4 separate regions of the Sus scrofa genome follow, and regions 1, 3 and 4 are each linked to region 2. The links are chromatin contacts, called in public HiChIP or PLAC-seq and promoter capture Hi-C maps. All regions are on one chromosome and are shown on one strand. Each heading gives the region's core, a stretch centred on a gene start, on an enhancer-like site or on the middle of the called end of the contact. The rest is flanking DNA. Distances are from core to core; before and after follow the strand shown. Region 1 holds the start of CAMK1 (calcium/calmodulin dependent protein kinase I). Region 2 holds the start of EMC3 (ER membrane protein complex subunit 3). Region 3 holds the start of TATDN2 (putative deoxyribonuclease TATDN2). Region 4 holds the start of OGG1 (N-glycosylase/DNA lyase).

Region 1 (2,700 bases), core at 27-2,526, 190 kb before region 2:
AGACTGCTGGAGGCAAAGACCTAGGAAGGCACTGCAGCCAGACTAGGACCCATCCAGAGAACACAGCCTCTCAATCCCATCCCAGGTCCACAGAGAGTGAAGCCAAAACAGAGCTCAGTGTACTGTGTGTCCTCAGGGAGGGCCCTTTCCTTCTCTTTTTCCTCCATGGGAAAAAATGAGGGGAAGGTGCCCTGATTAGAGCTCCTAGTGTGGGATTCCACTCTTTGGATGGGACATGTTCCCAAGGGGGCCTGGCCACCAATCCCAAGGGGCAGAAACTTCTAGGAAAGGAGACTTGGTGGTAAGCTGTAGAGGCAGAATTTTAAACCCACCTGGAAGCCTGGCAGATATGAACCTCACAGTTTCACATCAAAAGCCACCCACACCCCTGAACCCAAACACCTGCCTCCAGCACACGCCATCCCCAGTTACTCTGACACTTGATCACACATGTACACCCGGACGTCAGCACACACATCCAAACACACACTCCCCCAGACATCCTCACACCCAAACATCCCTCTCATACCCCAAAACACACATCCATACACACCTTGATGACACCCAGACAGGCAGACACACACACTCACCTGTATACCAGACATCCCAGATTCATTCATACCTTTATCCTAGAAGCTCTTCAACTGCAAATCCTTATACTCCTAACTCCAAACATGGTCAGCACACAACTGTATACGTCCCCAACTCTGACTTACTGCCCTTTTGAGCTGGATACCAGCACACCACAACACCTGGACATATATCTGCAACAAAAGCACTGACTCCCAGACATCCGCACGGATACCCTTATACACCAACATGCTGCAACTTCATATCTGAAGCCCCTTGCCAAAGCTAAGTCACTCTCATATCCCAACACATCCATACCTCCAAATGCCCAGTCCTTCCACATTCAGGCCCAGCTGAAGGCAGACACGCACGCACACACATCCCTTCCCCACCTTCCTCTTTTACCCACTCAGTTTCCCACCGGCACCTGCTGGGCCTGGGGCAGAGGTTGGGGAGTGAGGCCCGGCCCTGCCCATCTAGAGTCCGGCACGCCCGGGCTCCCCTTTCCATCCTTGGGGGAGGGTATCCAGCGGCTGCGCCCAGGGTCGGGCGGCGCGGCTTTGGGCTTGTACCTGCGGCTGCCCCGCCGCGGGGCTGGCTGGGAGGCCGGAGGTGCCTGGTGCTGGGCTCTGGCCGCTGGCCGCTGGCCGCCGTCCGCCGCCCGCCGCTGCTGCGCGCCTGGCCCCGCCGCCGGCTCTCTCGCTGGGGCTTGGTTCGGACTCGGCTGGCTCCCTCCGCCCGCCTGCGGCTCTGATGTCAGTGGAGGAGGAGCCTGCGACGGAGGGACTGGGGACTGGGAGGTGAGGCTCCGCTCCCGGGCTGGGAAAGGGGCGAGAGGTCAGGAGTTAACAGCGGCCGCCCTTCGTGCAGGTCAGATCCTCCGCTGGGTTCTTTTCATCCTTCGTCATCAGGCTGGGTCCCCGTTTCACAGTAGGAACAACTGAGGCACAGAGAGATGAAGCGCTCAAAGTCAGTTGGTCAGAAGCAGAGTCGAATTCGAACACAAGTCTGTCTGATGCCGGAAGCTGGCCATTTTCGCCCTATCTCTAGGAGTTTCTTTCAGACCAGTTCTGGGAGCTCCCTTAGGGTTGGGCGCTGTCCTACTCTCCCTGCCCCTGTCCGCCCCTGGGAATTAGGCCCAGGGAAGAGCTCTAGAGACTGAGAGGAGTGGAGGCCTGGGGCCGTTCGGAAAGGACAAGGCAAGGGTAGGTGATGAAGAGAATTGAGACAGTCTTAGGGTGGGGATCCCATTTGACTTGCGGGAAAACTGAGGTCCCTCTCTGAGGCAGAGCTAAGGCTCTAATTCTCCACACCTGCAGAGCTGATGCTCTAATTCCCTACACCTGCGGGCCAGATCGGGTGTGGTGCCCAGAGGGACTGGGGCGGGGAGGGAAGGGGGAGGGGGGAGAGTTAAATCTGGATCCTCGTGGAAGCGGGCCAAAGAGGACCACGTGACTGGGCTGGCGCCAGCGGCCTTTGGCTCAGGGCCAGGTTGGGAGAGGAAGCCCAAAACCGCTCTGGGGCGGCGGGCAAGGGGCCAAAAGACCTGGTCTGTGTCCTCTTGAGCAAGGCCTTCCTTGGGGAGAAGGGACTGAGGGAGCAACTCCCAGAAAGAAGGGGTGGGGCTGGACTGGAGCCAGCCGGAGGAGGCACGTTTCTGGGGACCCCCCACTCCACCTCATGGCCGCTCCTCAATCTTGAATTCCTGCATTTTACAGCTGCAGATAGGGAGAGGACAATGCTTAGCTCAATCTCATTTTCAATTGGCTTTTCCCTGTCTTAACCTCAGGACTGTGTCCGAAGGTGGTCAGGTTATTGTGCCCATTCTACAATGAGAGAGGAAGAGGTTCCTAGAAAGGCTTTAGAGACTAACTTTTCTGAGTCACACTTTACCTCTCTTAGCCTCAATTTCTTCATTTGGAATATGGAATATTGATGACTGACTCAGAATTTTCCTGAGAATTCTGTGGGATAATGGATGTGACGTGCCTGGAGTACCACCGGGGTTCAAAATATGACAGCTAGACTTACTTTAGGGTAAACTGAGGTTCAGAGAAGGAACCTGTTTTTTCTGGGGTCAGGGGACTAAGGAGCAATTCCCCTCCCTCAGATCTCCTTGCCTTTGGTTGG
Region 2 (2,700 bases), core at 199-2,698:
ACAGAACTGCTCTGAATTTTAAATGTTAATGAATATAAGTGCTTAGCATAATGCCTAGCAGAAAATAAGTGTTTAATAAGTACTGGTTTATGATTATTCTCAACTGAATTGGGAGGCACAACTGAAAATGATAAAGCAGTGCTTTCCAAACTTCAGTTATTCCCATTCCATGATTATGGTTTTTGTCTTATTTACCAAGCAGTTGTACTACTAAAAACTTAATATTTTTTTATATATCAACTTTTCCTACTTATATAAGTTTTAGAAGTCTTTCAATTACCAGCAACATGGCTTAACACCAGTATTGTTTGCCACACATAGAAAATAAATGTTAACATAACTGCAATAAAAACAAAAGAACATTATTAACTTTCAGCTAGATATTGTTACCTGGGCAAAGTTCTGAACCTAAGGCTTGCTCTTTGTTAAAATGTGATTAATATGTGATAGGAAAGTGTTAAAGACATGGTAGCATTCGCCTGAGTTGGTCTCAAAATAATCAGAACGATTAACTGAAAAATTTTTTAATTTGATATGGAGTGGACACATGTCTGGATATCACCTAAATTCTCTCAAATTACTTCTTGACACAGGTAGATACAGTCATGAAGCACATGAGGAAGATGTTGTCTCCACTCCAGGAAGGGAAATGATTAATTACATCTCCTCACATCTCTATGACAGTTTTACATTTGCAAAGCACTTGGAAAGCTGACCACCACAGTAGTTTGGTAAAAGAAGTATAATCACACCTATCTTTTTGATTAAGAGTTCATAGATAAGACCACCGAGGGTTGGCCACTAGCCTAATAATATTAAGAGCAACATTTTATTGAACAACTACCATGCCCCAAGTCTATGATAAAGTCTCCATAGACATCATCTAAAATTTAATCCCCACGCCTGCTCTATGGGGCATGTCCTGTTATCATCCTCTTTTTGCAGATGAGGAAAGTGAAACACACAGCCAAAGAACACTGAGGTAGTGGGGGGGGGCGATGAGAAACCCCGGCAAACTAACATAACCCCTACATTTTCTTGCCCAAGGTCATAGGAGAGTAGGATCGCCGGAGAAGGGAGGGCGCTAACCTGTCAGAGACTTGTTCCTGGGTGAGCTTCTTGTCGCTCTGCAGCAGGATGGACACGTAGTGACGGATCATGCCCACGAAGAAGGTGATAATAACGATTGGCAGGACCACCCAGAGGCGGATGTTGGAGTCGAGCAGTAGCTCAGGCCCCGCCATCTTCACAGAGCGCCGGCGGCCTGCGGGTGTAGCCGGGTTTCTTTTTCCCGGGGCGCGGGGTTTCTCGTCGAGTTAGTCTCCGGGCCTTCTCACTCCCCTTAACCAGCTTGGCGGGGGACCCACCACGGTAGCCTCGGCCCTCACTCCCTTCCCCCAGGCCGGGCCACTGGCCCGCCCACTTCCGGCGCGGAAGTTTGACGTAACGGCCAGGCGCGCTCCGGTGGCGTTGGCGTGGCGGCGTGCGGGGCGGGAAAGTCGAAGCCTAGGGCGGTGACTTCTTGGCGGGTAAGTGGAGCAGCGGTCATTGTCCCTCGAGGTCCCTTGCCCTGTGGTCTGGTCCCAAGGCCCCCGCCGAGCGCGGCTTTTCCCTCTGAGGCTTCGAGCCCCAAACCTGAGCTTCCTTTGTCGCGTGCCAGTACCCACCCCCCACCCCCAGATACCTTGCTGCGTCGTTAAAATGACGAAATAAGGAGGGATTTACCGAATTGGTCCGGGCAGCCCGCCCTATCTCCTCGGCTTTCAGACTTTTCTGGAAGCGTGATGGGTTAGCACGTGTTAAAGATGTGTGCGCAGAAATCAGACGGCCTGACTTACTTTAGTTTTTCCGTCTGCAGAATGGCTGGTAGTGTTTATAAGTAGTAAACGAGGCCACGGATAAAGAATACGCTTAGCATGGTGCTTGGTATGTAGCGGATATTAACTTTTATTGGAAGCCATTATTATAATCAAGAGTACGTGTAGTTGGTAGTTAAGAGTCAAATTCTGGAGCCGGATTGCTAAATTGGAACCCCAGCTCTGCCACTCAATGTGAGAATAATAATGGTATCTACTTCAAAATGTTTTATGGCGTTCCCGTCGTGGCGCAGTGGTTAACGAATCCGACTAGGAACCATGAGGTGGCGGGTTCGGTCCCTGCCCTTGCTCAGTGGGTTAAGGATCCGGCGTTGCCGGTGAGCTGTGGTGTAGGTTGCAGACGCGGCTCGGATCCTGCGTTGCCGTGGCTCTGGCGTAGGCTAGGGGCTACAGCTCCGATTTGACCCCTAGCCTGGGAACCTCCATATGCCGCGGAAGCGGCCCAAAGAAATGGCAAAAAGACCAAAAAAAAAAAAAAAAAAAAGTTTTATGAGGAATAAATGAAGTATTAAACATAAAGCACTTAAAATAGTTTTTGCTAGCTGTTAGTAGTTACCTTCCTGCCAGCCATTCTCCTTTAGCAAATATTCTTGGAAGTTTTTAATGCCAGGTGCTGTGCTGGGGTCAAGGGATACCGAGATAAGTGACACTAGGTTCTTGCTCTCAAAGAGCCTGGCGGTAAGGGCTCCCACACATCTCTGTGGATCAGGGAAGCTGGAGTGGTAAACTCCCTGGGAATAGGAGGAACACTCTTCAAGGAAGATGGCTTTTGACTGAGTCTTTAAGGAGGTGGAGTAATTTACAGGCAGATAAGAGCATTTCA
Region 3 (2,700 bases), core at 164-2,663, 180 kb after region 2:
CATATGCCATGGGGGTGGCCCTAAAAAGACAAAAAAAAGGACTGATGCATACTACATGGGTGAATCTTGAAAAGATAATGCTAAGAAGCCAATTATATATAATTCCATTTTTATGAAATGTCTAGAACAGTCAAAGCCATGGAGATAAACCAAGTGTGTGTGTGTACTTGGGGGTGGGTGTGAGTTGCTTTCTGGAGGGGAGTGGTAATGAAAACAAGATTTTAGGGTAACGAAATGTTCTAAAATTAGATTACAGTACTGGTTGGACAACTCTGATTACATAAAATTACCCATAGAATTATATATCAGTGAACTTCATGCTATGTAAATTGCATCTCAGTAAAGCTGTTAGAAATACAAATACACAGTGGTTACTCTGACATATTTAATAATTTTTTTATCTTAAGGCTCCGCTTCTCTCTCATTTATTATATATATATTTTTTTTCTTTTTTTCTACAGATATTTTCACTCATGCTCTGGATCCTGTGTTTTTTCACATCTTCTTCAACAGTACTTTTGGATTACTTCATTCTTTTTGCCGGGTATTCTTTTGTATGGGTATTCTGTAATTTATGTGACTAGCCTCACTCACCGGATACTGTTTTCATTCTTGCTACTACAGGGCCGCCTTCCAAAATGTTACACCAATTTACCGTCAATTGGTGATATATGGGGGCACTTTGCCCCACATCCTTAGCTACAAATGATATTCTCATGCTTTTTGATCATTGCTAATCTAATGAGTGAAAACAATTTTATTTGCACTTTTTAAATGAGCCATTTTTTCATGTTAGCCTTGGTGATTTGTTTCTGTTCATCGGGTCATTTCCTTCGCCCACTAAATTATCTTCTTGCCAGAGTTTTAGCGTAGTTTAGGACATCAGTCCTTTGTCATGTGTTGCCAATATTTTTCCAAGTTTGTATGTTGTCTTTTAACTTTGTCTTTTTTTTTTTTTTTTTTGCGAGGGGTAGCTTTCTCCCTCTCTCTCGGCTTCTAATTTCTAATTCCAATTCTTTCATTTTCCGGGTTTGTCACTTGGTCTCTGAGCCAGTTTCCTCCTGTGTAAATGGGCTGATGAGGTTGGTGTCGGTTCACGAGCGCATCCAGATCAGAATGCGTCCGGCTAAGCGGAGGGAAAGCGTTGAGCAGCAGAGAGCCGCAATCTGAGAACCCGGGATCGCCAACGCCCCCTACCTCCATCGCTGGCAGACCTGAGACACTGCGGCCCAGCCTCAGCTTCGCGCTCTTACAGCACACGTGAGTGGCCCTGCCGGGTCTAGCGTCCAACCAATGAATGAGCTTCGTAAGGCGTAGGGCCCCGCCTCCCAGCCTCCTGACCAGCAGGCAAGCTCCGTCTTGCTTGGAGTCCCGCCTCTTTCCATTTGAGCAATGGGCGTTCTTCGTTCAGCGCAAGACCCGCCCCCGTCGCACGCCGGAGCTGCGAGCCGTAGGGCTCGTTCCGGGAGGCGGACGCAGCGAAGGCTAGTGTGGTCCGAGCTCCGGAGAAGCAAGGCCAGCCCCGCGGGGCTAAGGCTGTCAGCGAGCAGGCGGCCGGTGCGAAACCTCAGGGCCGTGGGGGGGGGGTGCGGGGTCGACGTCTGGGCCGCTGCAGCAGGGACCAAAGGCGGGGCGGGGCGGGCCCAGGGGCGCCCTAAGCAGGCGGACTGGTACGCCGCCGGCTTCTGAAGGGCGGCTCAACCCCTTGCGGCCCGGGGCTGGTCGGCGGGGCCGCGGGGGCAGGGCGGACTGCACGCCGGGTCCCGCCCTGCTCTGCGGCCCGTGCTCGGCGTTCCGGGCCTCCGGGCCGCGCGCCCGACTAGGGACTGCGGGTCTGGCCTCCAGGTGTGGATCTAACAGCTCCCTGTGGCCTTTCGGAGAGCTCTGACACCTTTGAAAGGCTTTGTATCGCCAGCTCCATCGTAGTCCCGGAAACGCTTTGACATCTGCAAAGTAGCTCTGTGCAAACTGAAGCGCTTGGTAATCGCGGAAGCACGTTGTGGGCTTGGAAACCGAATCGAACGAAGCCTTTGGTAAATCCTGGGATCATTTGGAATTCTCTGAAGCGCTTTGGAATCGCACACATTCGAAGCGCTTTGGCATCTCTGAAGCCTTGAACTGTGATGGGCAGTGGAAAGAAGGGGGAAAGGTCAGTGAGGCCAGACCCTGGCTCTGACAAATTGGCTTGCCCTACCCCAGGGGATCCTGGGATGGCGGGAGTCTGAGGAGCGGCTGCCAGCAGGCCTGGTGGTGGACTCCAGCCCCCTCTTTACCTTGCAGGTGCCCATGGCGTCGGAGCGGCGCAAGGTCAAGTACCACTGGAGCAGCACTTCGGAGCGGAGTTCCCGCAAGCGCAGCTGCCTCCGGGAGCCCAGTGATGTGGCCCCCTCCAGCCGGCCAACTCACAGCTCTGCAGCGCGTTCTGGAGGGGCCAGCAGCCCCAAGCGCCTGAAAGCCCAGAAGGAGGAAGATGTGGCCTGCTCGCCGAGGTTGTCCTGGGGCTCATCCCGCCGCAGAAGTTCCTCTCTTCTTCCTCCTCCCATTCCTCTGGCCCAGGTGTGGGTGGGGCCGCCTCCAAGGGAGGCCTGATTCGGAGCTCACAGGGGTTCCTTTCGTCAGGGGACTCCCCTGGCAAACCCTCTCTAGAAGAAATGGCTTCTCTAGAGGAGGAAACCTGCAGCCTTAAGGTAAGTGGCCTCA
Region 4 (2,702 bases), core at 58-2,557, 200 kb before region 2:
AGATTTCCCTCTCCTTTCAAACTGGTTTGTATTTATTTCAAAGGAAGAAAATATATTGATTCTTAGAAAATAAATGGTCTGTTTGGAATTCTTGGTTCTTGCCTTCTGCCAGGGCAAAGGGATAAAAGGTTCTCTCCCCCAGGGATGGTAAATAATTGGCCCCAAGCGGTTGCTTGTTGCTGTGTCTGCTGCATTTGTTAAGACAATAGCAAAAATAATGTGACAGCTCCCGTTCTCCATGAACTTAACTAAGTGGTAGACCCTGTGCTGAAGCACTTTTAGATAGTTTTGTATAATCCTTGAAGTAACTTTGGGCAAAGTTAATAGGGCACTTATCTCCACAAAGACATACATTGAGGTTTAGAAACATTAAGTAACTTGCCTAAGTCCCTACATCTGGGAAGTCACAGAGGTAGGATTTGCCTCTCTGCAATGCTTGCCCTTTAAACAGCATGCCAAACTGCTGGAAAAGTCTAGTGCCTGTTTCTAGTGGACTCCAGGTGCTTCAAGTTCTTTGCCAGTTGGATGGTCCAAGTACTTCTTTACAGTGGCTATAGCTGTGACCTTCCCTGTTTAGCTGCGGACTGAGCAGGAATGCAAAAGGTTACTCTTCATTCATTCCCAACCCTGACACCTCTTCTGATTTCAACATTTATTGAAGGAAAGCCCTCCAAGTCTGGGCACCTATGAGCTGGCCTGCCTACAGGTGAGAGGGCTACAGGCAAGCAGCTGTCCCTGCCTTGCAGCTACTGAGCAGGGCAATGGAGATGCTGCCAGGCTCTGTGGGTGGGTGGACACTGACAGATCAGCTGCCAGGCTCATTATTCAGATGCAGGAACCAAATATCACTACGCAGGGGAAAAACCACCCAAAGACAGTTCTTTGTCTCCTTGATTTTTAACTTTTTCCAGAATGGAAGAAGTTGCATGACACATCCTTCCTGGGCCAGTCCAAGGCGCTGGCATCTGGGCTACCTCGGGACCACACACTTGGTGGTCCTGTGGCCTCTATGGGCCGCCTGGCCCAGTCCCCGAGGAGGCCCCAGGCTGGCTGCATCTGCAGGAAGAAGCTGCTGCGTCCTGAGACAGAGTTGTTAGATCTCTCACGAAGAAGCCCGTGAGGAGGTCTGAGGCTGCAGCGTCAATGCTCAGCGACAAGGTCTCCGAGGGAAGCCGCTCAGCCGGCGGGCGCAAGGGCAGATCCTCCGGACCAGGCGCTGTGGAGACACTCAGAGGCTCAACGGAGCCGGAGCTGCATTCTGGCGCGATTCTCGGTGAAGGGGGGTTCATGGGAGGCGGACTGAGGAGGGAGAGGCTCGGTGAGAAAAGCTATCTTTGGACGGCAGGGGATAGGACCTGATTCTGAGGGCAGGCAGACCCTGAGGAGTCCCAGGGCTCTGAGGAGAATGGACAGTGAGGACTAGGGCCTGAGGGCGCTCTCTGCGACCGGGCTGCGGGACGTCGGGACGGAACCAGCGGGCGTGCGGAGCGAGCACAAGCGCAGAGAAAAAGCCCAGGGCGGGCAGCTAGCCCAGCGCGCGCCAACCGCTGAGGCGCTGCAAAGTCCACCCACCCGACGCCACGCCCGATTTTCATTGGCCTCTCTTAGCTCTCCGCCGACTGGCTACCTCTGGATCCAATTAGCCGGGCTTGAGCCCTACTTCCGGCGCTAGCGAGGTCCGCCCCTTAAGAAACCGGAAGAGCGCTTCTGCGCGCGCTTCCCAAAGTCTCAGCCGCTTGAGGACCTGTGGTGCGCGCCCAGAGGCTGTGGAGGGCAAGGGGAGGACATGTAAGGAGGATGCGCCGGAGGGTAGAGGCAGGAGATAGGACAGAATGGGAGGGGCGGAGCTTTGGTGGCCAGCAAGGGGCCGGGCCTGAGGGGAGTGAAGGAATTTAAATGAAACTAGCGGGGCTTTAAATCAATTTAGAGGTCAGGATTTGGTGGGGAGGCCTTGAGGGGCGTGGTCTTTTGGTGGTAAGTAGAGCTGCTATGGAGTGGGCAGGACCATCACGGGGCAGAGCCTGAAGTGGAAAGATTAGCCCTCTCTCCGTTCTGCCCCGTAGCATGGGGCATCGCACCCTAGCCTCTGTCCCAGCTCTATGGGCCTCCATCCCCTGCCCACGCTCTGAGCTGCGCCTGGACCTGGTTCTGGCTTCTGGGCAATCCTTCCGGTAAGTCACCCTGGCTCTTGGCTTCTAAGCACTGCAGACCTGGGACGTAAAGAATCACTGGGGGTTTGGAGTTCCCGTCGAGGTGCAGCGGAAACGAAACCAACTAGGAATCATGAGGTTGCAGGTTCGATTCCCTGGCCTCGCTCAGTGGGTTAAGGATCCGGCGTTGCCGTGAGCTGTGGTGTAGGTCTCAGACGCGGCTTGGATCTGGCGTTGCTGTGGCGTCGCTGTGGCCGTAGGCTGGCTGCTCCAATTGGACCCCTGGCCTGGGAACCTCCATATGTCGCCGCGACCTTAATAAGACAAAAGGAAAAAAAAAAAGGGGGGGAATCATTGGGGGAGATGGAAGAAACTTCAGAGTACAAAGGAGAGACTGAGGCACGGGTGGTGACCCTGTTACCTCCTTTATGAAGTGGAGATAATAAGCCTGCGGGTGCAGTGTAGCTGCAAGGATCAAATGATATAATTGCATTTTGTAAATCAGTTTTGTATATGGAGCAGCTGTAGAATGGGAGGGCCCCAAAGTGTGCA

The links. Promoter capture Hi-C pulls out the DNA fragments that hold promoters and counts their contacts. HiChIP or PLAC-seq counts read pairs in DNA pulled down with a chosen protein or histone mark.
Region 1: an H3K27ac HiChIP or PLAC-seq map of alveolar macrophages shows a contact between it and region 2. The contact joins the promoter of CAMK1 here to the promoter of EMC3 in region 2. A contact is called at or near these places in 1 of 5 promoter capture datasets (liver), 1 of 47 Hi-C or Micro-C datasets (embryonic fibroblasts) and 2 of 2 datasets of contacts at active chromatin or transcription factors (alveolar macrophages and skeletal muscle).
Region 3: an H3K27ac HiChIP or PLAC-seq map of alveolar macrophages shows a contact between it and region 2. The contact joins the promoter of TATDN2 here to the promoter of EMC3 in region 2. A contact is called at or near these places in 1 of 47 Hi-C or Micro-C datasets (liver) and 1 of 2 datasets of contacts at active chromatin or transcription factors (alveolar macrophages).
Region 4: a promoter capture Hi-C map of liver shows a contact between it and region 2, with 4 times the contacts expected there. The contact joins the promoter of OGG1 here to the promoter of EMC3 in region 2. A contact is called at or near these places in 1 of 5 promoter capture datasets (liver), 2 of 47 Hi-C or Micro-C datasets (embryonic fibroblasts and fetal liver) and 2 of 2 datasets of contacts at active chromatin or transcription factors (alveolar macrophages and skeletal muscle).

Annotation. Positions count from the first base shown.
Region 1 is chr13:66,053,982-66,056,681 of Sscrofa11.1, forward strand. It overlaps CAMK1 (calcium/calmodulin dependent protein kinase I), which reads right to left and starts at 1,277. Exons shown (of 14, transcript NM_001190195.2): 1 at 1,143-1,277.
Region 2 is chr13:66,240,515-66,243,214 of Sscrofa11.1, forward strand. It overlaps EMC3 (ER membrane protein complex subunit 3), which reads right to left and starts at 1,449. Exons shown (of 8, transcript XM_003358517.4): 1 at 1,090-1,449. The coding sequence starts at 1,244. It overlaps FANCD2 (Fanconi anemia group D2 protein), which reads left to right and starts at 1,437. Exons shown (of 44, transcript XM_021069313.1): 1 at 1,437-1,529.
Region 3 is chr13:66,420,059-66,422,758 of Sscrofa11.1, forward strand. It overlaps TATDN2 (putative deoxyribonuclease TATDN2), which reads left to right and starts at 1,414. Exons shown (of 9, transcript XM_003132363.6): 1 at 1,414-2,149; 2 at 2,281-2,521; 3 at 2,524-2,687. The coding sequence starts at 2,287.
Region 4 is chr13:66,037,362-66,040,063 of Sscrofa11.1, forward strand. OGG1 (N-glycosylase/DNA lyase) reads left to right here and starts at 1,308. Exons shown (of 10, transcript XM_001928192.7): 1 at 1,308-1,788; 2 at 2,064-2,171. The coding sequence starts at 2,065. It overlaps BRPF1 (peregrin), which reads left to right. Exons shown (of 12, transcript XM_021069303.1): 12 at 1-85.